3 separate regions of the Zea mays genome follow, and regions 2 and 3 are each linked to region 1. The links are chromatin contacts, called in public Hi-C maps. All regions are on one chromosome and are shown on one strand. Each heading gives the region's core, a stretch centred on a gene start, on an enhancer-like site or on the middle of the called end of the contact. The rest is flanking DNA. Distances are from core to core; before and after follow the strand shown.

Evidence for each region. A called contact is a pair of places that touch in the nucleus more often than the background predicts.
Region 2: a Hi-C map of leaf shows a contact between it and region 1, with 6 times the contacts expected there. The contact joins the promoter of LOC103653403 here to the promoter of LOC100193327 in region 1. A contact is called at or near these places in 3 of 25 Hi-C or Micro-C datasets (leaf and tassel).
Region 3: a Hi-C map of ear shows a contact between it and region 1, with 3 times the contacts expected there. The contact joins the promoter of LOC100282309 here to the promoter of LOC100193327 in region 1. A contact is called at or near these places in 3 of 25 Hi-C or Micro-C datasets (ear, endosperm and leaf).

The regions. Positions count from the first base shown.
Region 1 is chr4:75,503,237-75,508,373 of Zm-B73-REFERENCE-NAM-5.0, reverse strand. It overlaps LOC100193327, which reads left to right and starts at 2,640. Exons shown (of 8, transcript NM_001138464.1): 1 at 2,640-2,810; 2 at 4,666-4,982.
Region 2 is chr4:74,964,791-74,969,927 of Zm-B73-REFERENCE-NAM-5.0, reverse strand. It overlaps LOC103653403 (Protein SUPPRESSOR OF MAX2 1), which reads left to right and starts at 2,274. Exons shown (of 3, transcript XM_008680320.4): 1 at 2,274-3,808; 2 at 4,407-4,683; 3 at 4,774-5,137. The coding sequence starts at 2,598. It also overlaps the pseudogene LOC103655348.
Region 3 is chr4:76,025,109-76,030,245 of Zm-B73-REFERENCE-NAM-5.0, reverse strand. It overlaps LOC100282309, which reads right to left and starts at 2,370. Exons shown (of 8, transcript NM_001155221.2): 1 at 2,264-2,370; 2 at 1,432-1,502.

The DNA of each region.
Region 1 (5,137 bases), core at 1,391-3,890:
TGGTTAGTGTAGGGGGGCCCTTGGGTTGATTTTGCTGCGATGGCGGTCATGCGAGTGGTCCCTGCATTGGAGTTTCCTAGAACTGTAGCGGGTTTCCTGAAGCTAGTGGAACTTTGTAAAGGCCTCGTAGTGGTACCCTGCCTCGCTTCCTTGGAAGAGGTGTATGGGGTCCGATCAACCCCGTGGCAAATGGGTAACACGACTTGTGGGTAAAGATGTGCAACCTCTGCAGAGTGTAAAACTGGTATATCAGTCGTGCTCACGGTCATGAGTATCTCGGACCCTCACATGATTAATTTATGGAACTAAATTCAATTTGTCATATGCATTGCATGGCAGGTGTTGTTATCACTTTTGTTCTACTACTTAATTGTGTTGGTATTTACTTATACTTAGTAATTGCTAATAAAATTTTGACCAACTTTAAAAGCAATGCTCAGCTCTAACCATCCTCTTTGGTAAGCCTTACACTTCACGTGAGCTCCCACCTTTGGCGAGTTCATGCACATTATTCCCCACAACCTGTTGAGCGATGAACGTATGTGAACTCACTCTTGCTGTCTCACACCCCCTCACAGGTCAAGAACAGGTACCGCAGGATGAGGCGCATGGAGGATGCTGTGATGAGTTCGTGAGTGGTCTAGGTCGTCGTCTCCCAGTCAACTTTGGGTTGTTGAATCGTGTCTTCATATGATGCAATTATTTATTTATTTTGTACAGAACCCCTATTATATAGTAAGGATGTGACATTCGTTTCTGTACCACTATTCATCATATGTGTGAGACTTGGTCCCAGCACACCTGGAGATTTTTCGCGCCCGAGTTTTGGACCCCTAGAAATCCGGGTGTGACACATGGGTCTTCACATCTCCGCCTCGCCTAGTTGCTCGACAGGAATTAGTCGGTCTTGTCTGCCTCACAGAGTTACTCGGCGGGAGTTGGTCGGTCTTGTCCGCCTTGCATAGTTACTCGGCGGGGGTTGGTCGGTCTTGTTTGCGTCGGAGAGTTACTCGGTGGGAGTTGGTCGGTCTTGTCCACCTCGTAGAGTTACTCGGTGGGAGTTGATCGGTCTTGTCCGCCTCGTAGAGTTACTCGACAGGAGTTGGTCGTTCCTACTCCCGTGGCTTCTTACCCAGATGGGTCACCACAAGTAATAGGCCTACTTTGGGTATCCAGTGCGTGGGGACTCGTCACGCCCTTTATCGCTTTATCTGTGTATAGTTTTATAATTAATCTATATTTAATACTAGTAATTGGTATTGAAATATCTGATGTGACATGGACTAACTTTAGGCATACACCCCCTTAATTTTGAGGCTTGAAACCAAAAGAGTCCAAACGAAGACACGATCTTGACGCATGAGACGCTCTCCATCAGCGCCTTTCCACGCTCACTCCCCCGCGTAGTCATGTATGAATAGTGACTGGTGGACTCCAACAGTGCCCCCTAGGCCCCTAGCACACCTTTTGCGTGGGCGAGGTAGCCTGTGTCTCCTAAATAGATTTTAAGTTTAATTACATCATAACAATATGTATTATGGTACTATAAATATTGTGGTATTTCTAAAACTCTAAAAAATGCTGTGAAAAAGTCAACTAACTCACCAAGAGTAAATGATAGTTGAATAAGAGAAATTGTTGGAGAGGAGGTGAAATATGTGCAAGAGTATTGGAGGAGAAATATTTTTAAATATGAATAGAAAGAAGGATTTGAGAAGGTGACTTGTTAAGACTGTCTTCAGCGGTTTCCCCTAAATTTTCCCCCTATATCCTATTTCCATGCCACATCATCACCCTCTCTCCTCCTATATATTCACCTTCTGCAATGGTTTCCTCTATACCATCTCTCTAAATCCCACCATGCTACTAAAATATACATTGCGCTACAGCTAACTCAACTACTGGTTCTCTGCTCGGTGGCGCGGCAACCTATGGAGCGGGACGATGACGTCCATGGCAGTGCACTCGGCGACAACAGCGAGGTGGGAGGACGATTTAGCGTCACGCTTGACGGAGAGGGAGAGAGAAGCCTGCTGTGGTATTGAGGGCATTGAAGGGGGAACCGATGCAGTGTATAGGGGGATCCTGTTGCCGCTACAGAATGAGAGGGGGGAGGGAGGCGTTCACCGTTGAAGACAGTCTAAGACTGCTTTCAACGTTTCCCGCCGAGCTCCCCCTCCCCTACCCCTTAGCCGTTTAGGGGGTTGAAATCCCTACAACGATGCCCCCTCTACACGCTACAGTTATAGTGTACGCTACAGGAATACAGCAAGTGTGGGGGTGCGGCTCTGACCCCCCTGCCCTTGGTTTACGTGTGCGACAGTGTTTTTTAGTTGGAAAAAAATAATAATAGATGGTGAATAGGTATGAAAAATGATATTTTATGATTATAGTGTGGTATAGAGGAAGGATTTAGGGGGAACCGCTGTATAGGGTGGAAATATAAGGGGAAAGAGAACGCTGACGTGGCACGTGAGTGGGATATAGAGGGAGAAATTTAGGGGAACGGTTGAAGACAGTCTAAAGGAAGCCAGACAACGGACCCTCTCTCCTCGTCAGCAATCCTAATCCAAACCGCCGCGGCCACGGCCGCAGCCTTCCATAGTTCTGTCAGAAATTCCCCTTCTCATCCCTGATCCCTCCAACTCCCACCCCAATACATCCTGCCGACGCCATCAGCCGGCGGGACGCACACACGAGGTCGACCTTCGAACCCTAGTCCTTGGCCGAGCCGCCTTGCGGGATCGTCCCCGCCGCGCGGCAGCTCTGCCTCGACCCTTTTAGTCTCCGTCCGACACCGCTTGGATCAGGCAAGTCTTCCTTGCCGGCCCCACTCTCTTTCTCTGCGATGACGACCTCTCGACGGCGCCTGGCCGCTTGGTCCTTGTTGTCTAGCCTGCGTGTCTACTTTCGATCTAGTGTCGCGGAGGCAGGTGAATCGACTGTGCTGGTGGAACTGGGGCGCTCCACGCTGTTGGCGTTGGTGGTGTTTTCTCGTAGTCAAATCTCTGTGCCTAGGTTTTGGCATGATGATTGAGGCGGTGGTGGTTACCTTCCCTCGGATGGTGTAATTTTACAGGATAAGTTCCTCTTGTTTCGTCTGGCTCTGTCATCTTTACTGATTGTTGATCCAATTGGGATATTGTGGCACTTCCAGAGCTAGGGCACCTGCGGTTTTTTGTGAATCAACTTGTTTCTGTTGATATTTTATGATTGTTTATTTAATCTTAAGTTGCGTAGGCTGTATGTCTATAATGAATAACTATGTTCAGTGGCGGAGGACGCCAGAAAATCTAGGTGTTGCTAACCCAACGACGAATAAAAATTTATGACACATGATCACATAACATCTCAACTAATGCTTTCTTCAATGATTTTGATGTTGTGTCCTTCACATTCTTGATGCCCAAAAATCTTTCTATTACTTCACCCTTTTTATTGACAAATCTCACAACAATAGCCATTTGTTCTTTAACCGATATATCACAGGATTCATCAACAAGAATAGAGAATAAACAATCCCCCATTTCTTCTTTAATTGCACGTGTGATTTCTTCTGCACAACAATTTGCAAGTTCTTTTTGAATCGTCCCCGAAGTCATCTTGGCATTTTTGGGAGTTGGGACACAACTCATCAAAAGCTCTTCTCACCTATTCCTTTGTTTGTACCAATCAATAAATTCTAAAAAAATCCCTTTGTTTAAGGAAGTACTAGTCTCACCATGTCCCCGGAATGATTCAGCTTGCAATGCAAGAGATTAACAATACTTAATGAAGTTTCCAACCGTGTCTCATATTTGACCAATGCATCTTTACTATAATTTGAAACCTTATGACTAACACTTGACCTTTGGTTACAAAAATCATGGAATGCTGTTGCTGCAGTATTGTGTATGCTATTAGACCCACCAACATGTTTTGGAAATGCCGTATAAACATTTCTCTATTGTGAGAAGCCAACTTTTGTAAATGCATCATGGCAAAATTTATCATCCATTCGATCATGCTTAAAAGGTAACAATAGAAGCAATAAGCCTTATTCTTCTCCACACTATATTCCAACCAACTATGTTGTCTGAACCAATGTTTTTGAAAGCTCCTTTTGTCATGTGACTGAGGAAAATTATGACCAATTGGTTGAGTCGGACCTTTAGCTATAATCATCTCTAATATTAGGAGCAAAAGAATCGATTGGAATACGAAGTCCCGGATCAGAAATAATGTGATTCGGGTTCAACTGATTTATACCTTCGGCTTGAGCATTAACATCTTTGCCATTGGCATCTGGAATATGTCCATTCTCTTCTAGAACAAGTGCAACTTCACTATTATTCTCTTGAACTCCAACTTGTATTTCGGGTTCATTGCAAACTCCACTAGCGCGAGTGTTGGTCTACTTCCACTAGAAGCTTGACTGAAATAGCTCTTCAAATCTGTCATTTTATGAAGCATATAGCATATTAGATAATTAGAAGACATTACGACATGGAGTGTTCACATAATAAAGAGAGATACTTTTTTGGGCCATATTCTTTGCCTTGTTTTTGTTTCTATCCATGTCTGCTATTTGGAAATTGGAAAAATCTGCACATTGAAAAATCTATTGGATTAGGCATGTTGTTTTGTTTCTAATCAAATAATCACCCTTACTGGTCACTGCTGTAGTGCTGTGTGCTGTCAGGAGCCGTGGGGCGGCGCGACCGCGCTGGCTGCCTGGCTCGGAGGCAGCTTGGCAGCTTGCAGTGGCCAGCGCCCAGCGGCTGCTCGCGCGTAGGCGCAGGCGCGCACGGCGCAGCGGCCAGCGGCGGCTCGGACGCTCGGTCAGCCCCTGGGGCCTGGCTGCCTGGGCTCGGTCGCTCGGAGGCAGGCAGGGAGGCAGGCATCGGCTCTGCCTCTGCTGGCTGCGGCTGCTCGTGGCCTCGCGCCGTCGCGCTCGCGCGCAGGGGTGGGAAACTGGGGCCGCTGCTCGGTCGCGCGCAAGGGTGGGGTGGCTATCCTAATCTTTTACTGGGCCCTCCACCCCTGACTATGTCTGTGTACATCATTATTTGAATCACTTATTAATTCATCAGTCTTGGCAAGCGTGTTTTGGCATGCAAACTTGTTGGCACCACCAACTATTTTTTTTGACCAGAGG
Region 2 (5,137 bases), core at 1,025-3,524, 540 kb after region 1:
AATGTTTTCGAGGCCACAAAATATTTCAAAGGCGGTAGGATATAGTTGTAGCATCTCGTATTTTGTATTTGCATCTTTCTTGCATGATGTCAAATATTATGCCATGAGCAATGCCTCCACCAGAAATCAATACTGCACATATAGTAAGATTTTCAATCCCTGATTCCGGTCCACAGTAACACACAGACAAGATCTCCAGTAAGCGCGAGGATGAAAAGAGGTTGGACACTGACCGTGGAGCATGGCAGAGAGGCTGCCGTTGGGGAGGTAGTCGTAGACGAGGAGCTTCTCGTCCTTGGAGAAGTAGTAGGCGCGGATGGGGAGCACGTTCTGGTGCTCCACCCTGCCGAGCGCCTCCATGTGCGCGTCGAACTCGCGCCGCTGCACCGCCACGTCCTTGAGTCGCTTCACCACCACCGTCGTGCCTTCCTCCAGCACTGCCTTGTACGACGTCCCCACGCTGCCTTTGCCCAGCACCTCCGCCGACGGGCGCAGCAGGTCCTCCAGGTTGAAGCTGTACCCGGCGCCCTTCCCAACGAACACCAGTCGGCTCTGCTCCCCCGCGGCGGCGGCGGCCGCCGCTGCGACTGCCGCGGCCGACCCGAATGCGTCTCCTCCGAGGTCCTCCTTGGACGAGGACGTCAAGACGCTGCCCACGCCGGACGCCGGCGGGGGCTGCCCCCTGGCCGCCGCGGATGTCGCGGGCGTCGGCGCCACGACGTTTGGACACCACGCAGAGCACGGTGGCGATGAGGAGGAGGAGCCCCACCACTACGGCACCCACGACGATACCCGCGATTGCGGCCCCGGAGAGCTTCTGCTTCTTGGATGAGCCCGGCGCGGGGCCGGGCCCGCCGGGCGACGGCGCTGGGGGAAAGAACGGGCTGCTGCAGGGCGGAAGCGGGTCCCCGCAGAGCTGGAGGTTCCCGACGAAGGATTCCCGTGGGAAGTGCGAGAGCGATTTGGGGATGGGGCCGTTGAGGTTGTTGTCGGAGACATCGAAGGAGCCGAGACCCGCGATGCTGATGCTGGGAATGCTCCCGGAGAGGCGGTTGCCGTCGAGCCTGAGCACGCGTAGCGCGGTGAGGCTGTTGAGCGTGAAGGGGATGGGACCCGACAAGTAGGAGAGGACCAGGCGCTCGAGGCCGCCGAGCCTCTGGATTCCCGGCGGGATGGGGCCGGACAGCAGGTTGTGCTGCAGGAACAACGCCTTGAGGCCCGGCAGCTGGAGCACGTTGTTGGGGATGGTCCCGAGGACGCGGTTGGAGCAGAGCGAAAGCGCGCGGAGGTTGGTGAGCCGGCCGAGCGCGGTGGGCGGGCGGGATGCGAGGAGCGCCATCGAAGGAAGGAGGAATCGAGCGCGGCGGGCGAGCGGGATGCGAGGAGCGCTCGAAGGAAGGAGTGCGACGAAACCGTGGTCGAGCGGCGGCGGTGGGGAGGAGGGTGAGGGATTCACGGGCGTTGGGGAGGAGGGTGGGGATCCGCGGGCGAGGCGGGAGCCGGCAGAATGTGCACCAGTGGACGCCTACAGTACATACTTAATTAGTAGTAAAGATTCGGGGTCGGCTGATCCGACAACCCTCTAAATTCGCCTCTGAATATAGTGTTTTTGAAACTTCCTTTGAGGAGCTTCGTAATTTTTTTGAAGATGGTCTCTAGTTTATTTTTTAAAAGCTAGAACTTTAGACCTATTTAGATAGAAAAAACTAAAGTATACCTAAACTTTTTAAAGTGAAACCCTTCCAAAGAGTTCCTAACTATAGGCTCTAAGGCTATCCGCACTCATACTACTCTAAATTTCTACCCTAAAAAGAATATTCTGTCCTGGTCAGCAAAATTCTTTACTCTATATCACAATCCTCCGCACTCATGTTTACTCTATACCATATATTCTATTATTTCTCTCTCCTGGTGCCCCGCCTCGGGTCCCACAACCTTTGCTGCCTCCGGCCCCGCCTCTCTCCTGGTGCACGGAGCAGACGTATGCAGTAGACGTTGCTGCAACTCTACATTTAAGGTTTCCGGTTTGCTTGCTTGCCTTAGCGTACCGGTCCCAGTACACGGCTGCAGCACTCACGTTAACTCTATCCGCATAGCGTTCCGGTTCTAGTCATTCACTGCGGCTAGCCTAAGAGCTAATGCAAATACTAATTCGCGCCGGATGAGTACACAATTTATTTATAATAACAGAAAAAAAACAAGGAAAAAAAAATCTGTTCGCCTCCTTCCATGGATCGCGTGGGTAAAAACAAGATGGTGTCGTGGTAAAATGCGACGTCGGGAAGATGTTGTAGGAGACGAAGATTCTATTCGCCTCCCTTTCTCGCCCCTCCTCTGCTACTAGCCTACTACTACTTCAGTTCTCGCCTTCTCTGCTCTCACCGGACTCCCTCCTTCTCTCTCTCTCTCTCTCTCTCTCTCTCGATACTACCCCCTCCGCTCCCCTCCAAGCCTCTCCTTTTTCCACCCTCGGAGGCGCCGACGTCCTCCGACTTCCAGGGCGGCGCCGAGCAACAACTACTACCTGGTCACCCAGCCAAAAGGGGATTCCTTTTCGGTGCGCTCTCCGATCGATTGATGAGCGGCGGGCGGCAGCGATGAGGGCGGATCTCAGCACCATCCAGCAGACGCTCACGCCGGAGGCGGCGGCGGCGCTGGCGCGGGCCATCGACGAGGCCGCGCGGAGGAGGCACGGCCAGACCACGCCGCTCCACGTCGCCGCCGCGCTGCTCGCCGCGCCGGCCGGTCTGCTGCGCCAGGCGTGCGCTCGCGCGGCCGCCACCGGTGCTGGACCTGGCGCCGCTGGTGGCGCCGGCGGCGCTCACCCGCTGCAGTGCCGCGCCCTCGAGCTCTGCTTCTCCGTCGCCCTCGACAGGCTGCCGGCCGCGGCCGCGGCCTCGGCAGCGGCGCATGCGTCGGGGCCGCCCGTGTCGAACGCGCTCGTTGCGGCGCTCAAGCGCGCGCAGGCGCAGCAGCGCCGGGGGTGCCCCGAGGCCGCGCAGCAGCCGCTGCTCGCCGTCAAGGTCGAGCTCGAGCAGCTCGTCCTCTCCATCCTCGATGACCCGTCAGTCAGCCGCGTCATGCGCGAGGCCTCCTTCTCGTCCGCAGCCGTCAAGACCACCATCGAGCAGTCGCTCCCGTCGCCCTCCGCCGCCGCCGTCGTGTCCACCCCGACTGTCGCCGCGACTACGCCTGTGGCCCCGTCCCCCTCTCCGTTCCCGCGAGTCGGCCCAACCAACGCCTACATCAACCCTCGCCTCGCTGCCGCCGCAGGCGTTGGCGGCGGCAGGGACGACGTACGCAAGGTGCTCGACGTCATGCTCAAGCCGGCGCGCCGCAACCCGGTGCTGGTCGGCGACGCCGGGCCAGATGCGGTGCTGAGGGAGGCGGTACGCAGGATCCCGACGTCTGACTCCCATGCTCTCGCCGGAGCGAAGGTCTTGCCGCTCGAGGCGGACCTCGCCAAGCTCGCCGGCGACAAGGCCGCCATGGCGGCGAGGATCGGGGACCTGGGCGCGATGGTCCAGAGGATCCTCGCTGACCACGGCGCCGTGGTCCTTGATCTTGGCGATCTCAAGTGGCTGGTGGACGGGCCGGCGGCAGCAGCGTCAGAGGGGGGCAAGGCGGTGGTGTCGGAGATGGCGCGGCTGCTGGGGCCGTTCGGAAGCCGTAAGGTCTGGGCCGTCGGTACAGCCGCGTGCGCCACCTACCTCCGATGCAAGGTCTACCACCCAACCATGGAGGCTGATTGGGACCTCCAGGCCGTGCCTATCGCCCGCAGCGCGCCGCTCGCCGGCGCAGCTCTCAGGTATGTTTTTTCGGCGCTTTTTCGCTTTCTTCTCTGCATCTACCATGTCTGATGCAGTTCTTGTTGTTTTTGCTGTTGGTGACTCAAACTTGTTCCAGTTTTTCCGTTGTCTTGGACCAGAGTAAAATAATAAAATTAGTTTATAGTACTCGATAACCAAAAATTCCTACAGTTGAATAGTACATCATGATTGCTAGTACTATAAAAAGTTTGGCGCCTTTTCTGATAATCTAAAAAGTTTGGCAGATGTTTGTGCCTCCACTTCTTTATTTGTATGTTTGCACCTTCCTCTCTATCCTGTAAATGTTGAATGTATAAATGGATTGTCTAACTTCTCCTAATATTGTATTGAATTGATGTTGAATTGGTTAGAGTTTTGAGCTCGAATCCTGGTTAGCCCAATTAAATAAAATAATTGTTGCTCACTTCTATATTTCACGTCAGAGATGTAAAAGAGGCTTGACATGAAGAGAGTGTTAGAATATAATATAAGTGAATTGTCCACCTCCTTCTATTAGCTTAATCTTTTAGGTTAAATTGATTGGTGTATGCAGCTTAATAAAAACAGATGATCTGATCAATTTACTGAAATTTATAGGCCTGGAGGCATTGGAATTCTGGGCAACTCAGTGGGGATGTTATCGCCTGCTCTCCGGCCTATGCCGGTGACGCCAACGGCACTCCGATGGCCGCCAGGGGCAGGGAGTGACCATCCTCTGAAGGCTAAGCCTGCTATGTGCCTGCTTTGCAAGGGTAGTTATGACCGTGAGCTTGCCAAGCTGCTAGCGGAGCAGAAGGAAAAGCCAGCGTCAAGTCCTGAGGCCGCTAAGCCTGGTTTGCCACACTGGATGCAGCCCAGCAGGGATCAACCGCAGGTTTGCGTCTTTTCTATGCGTTATTAGCTTGTAAAACTAGCATTGGTTCTAATGGAAAGGCGATTGACATAGTCATTTGTGCTTTCACAGACCAAGGAGCAAGAGTTGAAGCAGAATGAGGCTGCCGAGGAGCTTGAGAAGAAATGGCATGAGACCTGCGCCCGTACCCACAGCAACCGTACTGTGGCGCCAGCTCTCTCCCTGCCGTTGGCTGCCTTAGCTCCACGCCCGCCTGTTGAGCCCAAGCTACAACCTGCCAGCGGTGGTGTTCCCACCCTTAAGATGAACACCAATTGGAAGGAGCCCGAGGGTACCCCTACGTCTGAGCTTCGCAAGAGCCCGCCAGGCAGCCCGGTGAAGACTGACCTCGCGCTTGGTCCCTTGGATCCTGATGCTACCATGGAGAAAGACCAGAAGGAAAACTACACAGAAGGGCTAACTGCCATGCAAAAGG
Region 3 (5,137 bases), core at 1,121-3,620, 520 kb before region 1:
ATAGCAAATTCCATTGTAATTACCATAGTTGTTAAAGCGGTAAGGCGAGGTAAGGCGACCGACCCCTTTTTACCTTTTAAGCGATAAGGCGTAAGGCAAGGCGACGCCTTAGTAATATATAAAAAATACAATAAAAATAGAATATATATATAGGAATATAGTCAAAAAAAACTCGGCCGGGGAGGGAAAGACCGCCCTCCCGGTATTATATTAAGAAGAGACCGAAACAATGGTCCCAGCCGAGAAAATCCCCGAACCCTGGCCCCCCATCACTAACGGGCCGGCGTCAACTGTCCACTCTGCAACGGCCCAACCGGAGGGTGGCGCACAGGACATCGTAACCCGAGAGCGGATGGGCACAACGAGGGGATTTTTTAACCAAGCCTGAAAATTCGCTCCCGAGGGGAATCGAACCCAAGACTTGGAGGTGCTACTCAGAAGTCCTTAACCACTAGGCTAGAGGCCCTTTCGCTATATAGGAATATAGTCTCATAATACTATTATAGTAGCAAATAGGAGTCCAATTAGCTCAGGCAGCCCAACAGCCCACATAGCCCATCAAAATTAGGTTACCCTTCAGCCACATAGCCCACACTCCCAAACTGCCACACCTCCAGCCTCTTTTCTCCTTCCCTCCCTAGCCGCCAACACTCATCTCACTGCCGCCGCCAGCACTCAGCTCGCTGCAGCCAAATCTGCTATGGGTATGTGCCCCCTCTCCTCTTCCCTCCTCCCTCTATCTTGCCTGGAGAGCTCACGGAGGGGAGGGGCCGGTGCAGAGCCGCCAGGAGACCAACACCACTGCCGGTGCAGATCCGCCAGGAGACTAACGGGCAAGTCAGCAACGCTGCAGACCTTCAAGGCGTCTCCAAAGTGACGCCTTAGCAAGCTTCAAGGCGCCATGACGACGCTGTACTGGTCAAGGCGGATGCCTTAGTCTCTGTTCTAAGGCGAGAGCGACGCCTTGCCGCTGCTGCACGCCTTATCGCCTAAGCGACGCTTTAAGAACACCTTAACAACAATGGTAATACTCACATGCACCAAACCATAAATTATTTAAAAATGATGGTTTAATTATACACCGTACTCCTGAAGCATCCACTGACTAATGAAATGCAAAACGAGACTAAATAATAAATGATGATATGCCAGAACATACATGATCCGGTGACCCCACCTCAAGTGTTTAGTGTTTACCAATGCAAAACATCAACCAAGTAATGATCGAGTTCAAGGAGAAGCTAGCTTTTGAAGCCTATATCAACAAGTAAACATAGCGTTTCATAGAATGTGGGGTTTCTTGGGATTGTTGGACATCTCCCCAGTAGGTTAGATTTTCAAACAGGAAACTTCCTAGCCTAGACCCACATATGACAGAGGAGCCTATATACCATAATACTTGGCAGTGATGTGAATATGTGATCTAAGTACCTTAGTTAAAAATGAAGCTGCAAACGGAAGCACCAGGTGAAGACTCGAGGAATCAACACAAGGTGGTCTACCTGGAAGAAAGAAAGAGTAAATGAGCATAAAAACAAACCATCAGAAATCAGAAACTGTGGCTTCCAGACATTTAAGTTCAGCAGTTCAGGTTTGTGGACTAGGCGCCTCAATTTGGTGTTGTTCAGTTTTTTTATGTTTGCCCGTGACGGCTGTAGTGGCAGATTTGTTGATTTACTAGCTCAATTAATTAAGAGAACCAAGAAAAATATTATAGGACCCCAAAACTACAAGCTAGCAATAAATGAAAATTTCCGAATCTGTCTCCGTTTCTCTGGTATGTATGCTCATGGTAATGATGCTATTCTTGAACCGAAGGAATTAAAAAACAAAGGAGATCAAGCAATAAGACATCCACGGTAGCAGCATGACCAGATCTGGCTCGACGACGGCAACAAGAGTCAGCCACGATTCCCTTTCTCGGCACCCCAGAACCAGTGGGAAAAAATTCAAAACACGCAGCCACAAGAACCCCTATAAGAACTCGAATCGAACAGAATTTAGCTCAGCTTGTGCGCGGCGTTTTCCTATCCAGATCTGGCGACGCAAGACCCCGACCGCCGCCGCGCAGCCGCGACCTAGCTCGGCAACTGCATCCGACAGCGACTAGGCCAACCAGATCTACCACCCGATCTGAGCCGTGGATTCACGAGGAAAATGTCAGATCCACAGGAACGCGAAGAGCTACGAGGAAGAGGAAGGGGGACGGCTGAGGTAGAAGCCAGAGGAGGTGGAAGGGAACATCGGAGATAGTAGCCAGCACCTGCAGGCTCGGGGAAGCAGCCACCGTAGCCTGCCGATGGCGAGAGGGCGAAGAGGCGGCTCTGGAGTCTGGAGCTGTCCGCGAGGAGCCGCACGCCCGCACGGGTCAGGATCAGGTCAGGGACAGGGCTACCGCTACCCGCTGCGAGAAAAATCAGCTCTCACGTGACCGCTTGCTTGTCGTGCCGCCGTTAAACGGGCCCATATGGGTTGAAATTCGTAATCTTTTATTTTATTCAAAATCTGCTACATAAACAGTACACATCTGTACTAAAATAAAATTCGTTTTAAACAAATAAAAGATTGATATAATGTTTAATAAATCTTTATCTCTATCTCTATCTCTATCTCTTCTCTATTTCTAATATGTTATCTATCTATGTACTATATTAAAACACCTTGTACTTCTTTGAAATCGAATCTGCAGTCTTATGAATGGCCTCACCTCTCATGCTAAACCTAACTAACCGCACGTCTCCATCGGGTTTCTCCTCTCCACGTCGCCCGCTGTGACACTCCCGCACGCGCCCTCCACAACCACGCCCAGGGTCATACCGGAGGGGTGCGGAGGGTGCGGCCGCACCGGGCCCCCAAAAATAGAGGGTCCCTTCTTAGTCACTGGACGCTAGCACTTTTTCCTGTTAAACATATCTATTCTAAACACAAATATGTAAAGAGCGATACGCTATCGACCAATTTCGTTTAGATTGTTAAACTAATGTCTCAATTACTTAGGCACTAAATGAATTTCAAATTTACATGTTTTGTGAATGGTGAGATTCGAACTCGCAACATCTCTCTCGCGCATACTCTCCTATACCACTACACTACTACATCAATTATATATAATGCGCCGTTTCAAAATAGTATTTGTTTTAGCTCTTGATTTTTATGTTTATATTCAACTATATAATGATGAATCCACTAAAGAAGCAAAACAAATTCTATTTTGATATAGAGAGAGTATTTTTACTATACACGTGATGGTTGCATCGGCAGAGAGAAGCTTTTTAAAATTGAAATATTTTTGTGAACTATTTATGGTTAACAATAACTCAATAGAGGTTAAATGGCTTGTCGATTCTATATATCGAAAAAAAGTTGTTGGATGAGATTGATCTCAATAATATAAGCGATGACTTTGTATCACAAAATGTTAGAAGATATTTTTAATGTTATCAGATAACAAGTAAGTGTTTTCGGCTATGTCGGTACCCTAAATCAGGGGTACCCTCTCCTACAGCATAAAGGCGTCGCACCCATGCGACGTCTCCTGGCCGCGCGGAGGACCGCGCCTAACTCCACCGGATGGGCGGGCCAAAGGGCGCCACGTGGCGAGGATAGGCACCATGCCTCAGTAAGACCGGACCCCCACTGAGGGTCACCGGGCCCCTATATACATACAGGTCCGGAGCCCCCGGGTAGGTCCGAACCCCGGCAGGGTTCCGGAACGAGAAGGACCTTAGGGTATGCAGGGGTCCGATGCTGACACGTGTGCAAGCCTTGCTCTCCGCTCCCCGCGCAGGCGAAGGCCCGCTGCTTGTGGCCCATGACATAAGCCATCGGGCCGAGCCTGACGTAAAGCCGTGTAGCCCCTGCATTTATTGAGGAGAGGACGCGCCGCCTTCCACTGCGCTGACGGGCGATGTGCCCTCTCAGCATTTAATATGTCCCGTCCCATCCGCTGGCATGCGGCGTCAAGGTCATCTAGCAGGCGGCGTGCATGCTGGGTCTGCTGGCGAACAGTGCGCCCGTACCAAGTAGTGCACTGTGTTATCCCTTCTACAAGAAGCCTCTCCTACACGCCGAAGATACACAGATCTCGGACGACAGGACACAAGAGGATTGCCCCGGCAGCAAATATTTATAGTCCCAAATGTTATATTCTCTATGTCCCTAGGCCCACGTGTCGGGCTTAGTACCTTTGTGCATGCCCCCCTTCAGCTATAAAAGGGGAGGCATGCGACGTTACGAGACTCAGACGCAATCTCAGACTCGCTGGCTCATACAAGCCTACAAACAATACATCTTACAGTGGAGTAGGGTTGTCGGGTACCATAATTAGGGGTACCCCCAACACTCCTAAACTCGACTGGTAATCACCATCAGCACAAGCTGCAGAGACTGATGGGCGTAATTCAGGTCAAGGCTCCGTCTACTCAAGGGACGCGATCTTGCCTCGCCCGAGCCCAGCCTCGGGCAGGAACAATAGTCCCAGGCGAATTCACGCCTCGCCCGAGGGCCTCCTCAAGCAACGGGCGCACCCTCGACTCGCCCGAGGCCCAGCTCGGGCAGGCTTCGCAGTGAAGCAACCTTGGCCAGATCGCCTCGCCAACCGACCGTATTGCAGGAGCATTCAATGCGAGGATCGCCTGACACCTTATCCTGACGCACGTTCCTCAGTCGGCAGGGCCGAAGTGACCGCAGTCACTTCGCCCCTTCACTGACTAACCTGACAGGAAAACAGCGTCGCCTGCCCCGCTTCGACTGTTGTGCCACCCGCCAGGGTGAGGCTGACAACAGCTAAGTCCAGCCTCAGGCGCAACAGGAAGCTCCGCCTCGCCCGACCTTGGGCCTCGGCCTCGAAAGGTGGTCTCCACCTCGCCCGACCCCAGGGCTCGGCCCCCGCCTCGGCCTCGGAAGGTGGTCTCCGCCTCGCCCGACCCCAGGGCTCGGCCTCAACCTCAGCCTCAGAGGATGGTCTCCGCCTCGCCCGACCCCAGGGCTCGGCCTCACCCCGACCTCAGAAGGAATCGCGTCCTCACCCCCACCCCGGCCTCGGCCTCAGGAGGAGTCTCCGCCTCGCCCGACCTTGGGCTCAGACCGACCATGCCACAGGGGGTACATCATTACCCTACCCCTAGCTAGCTCAGGC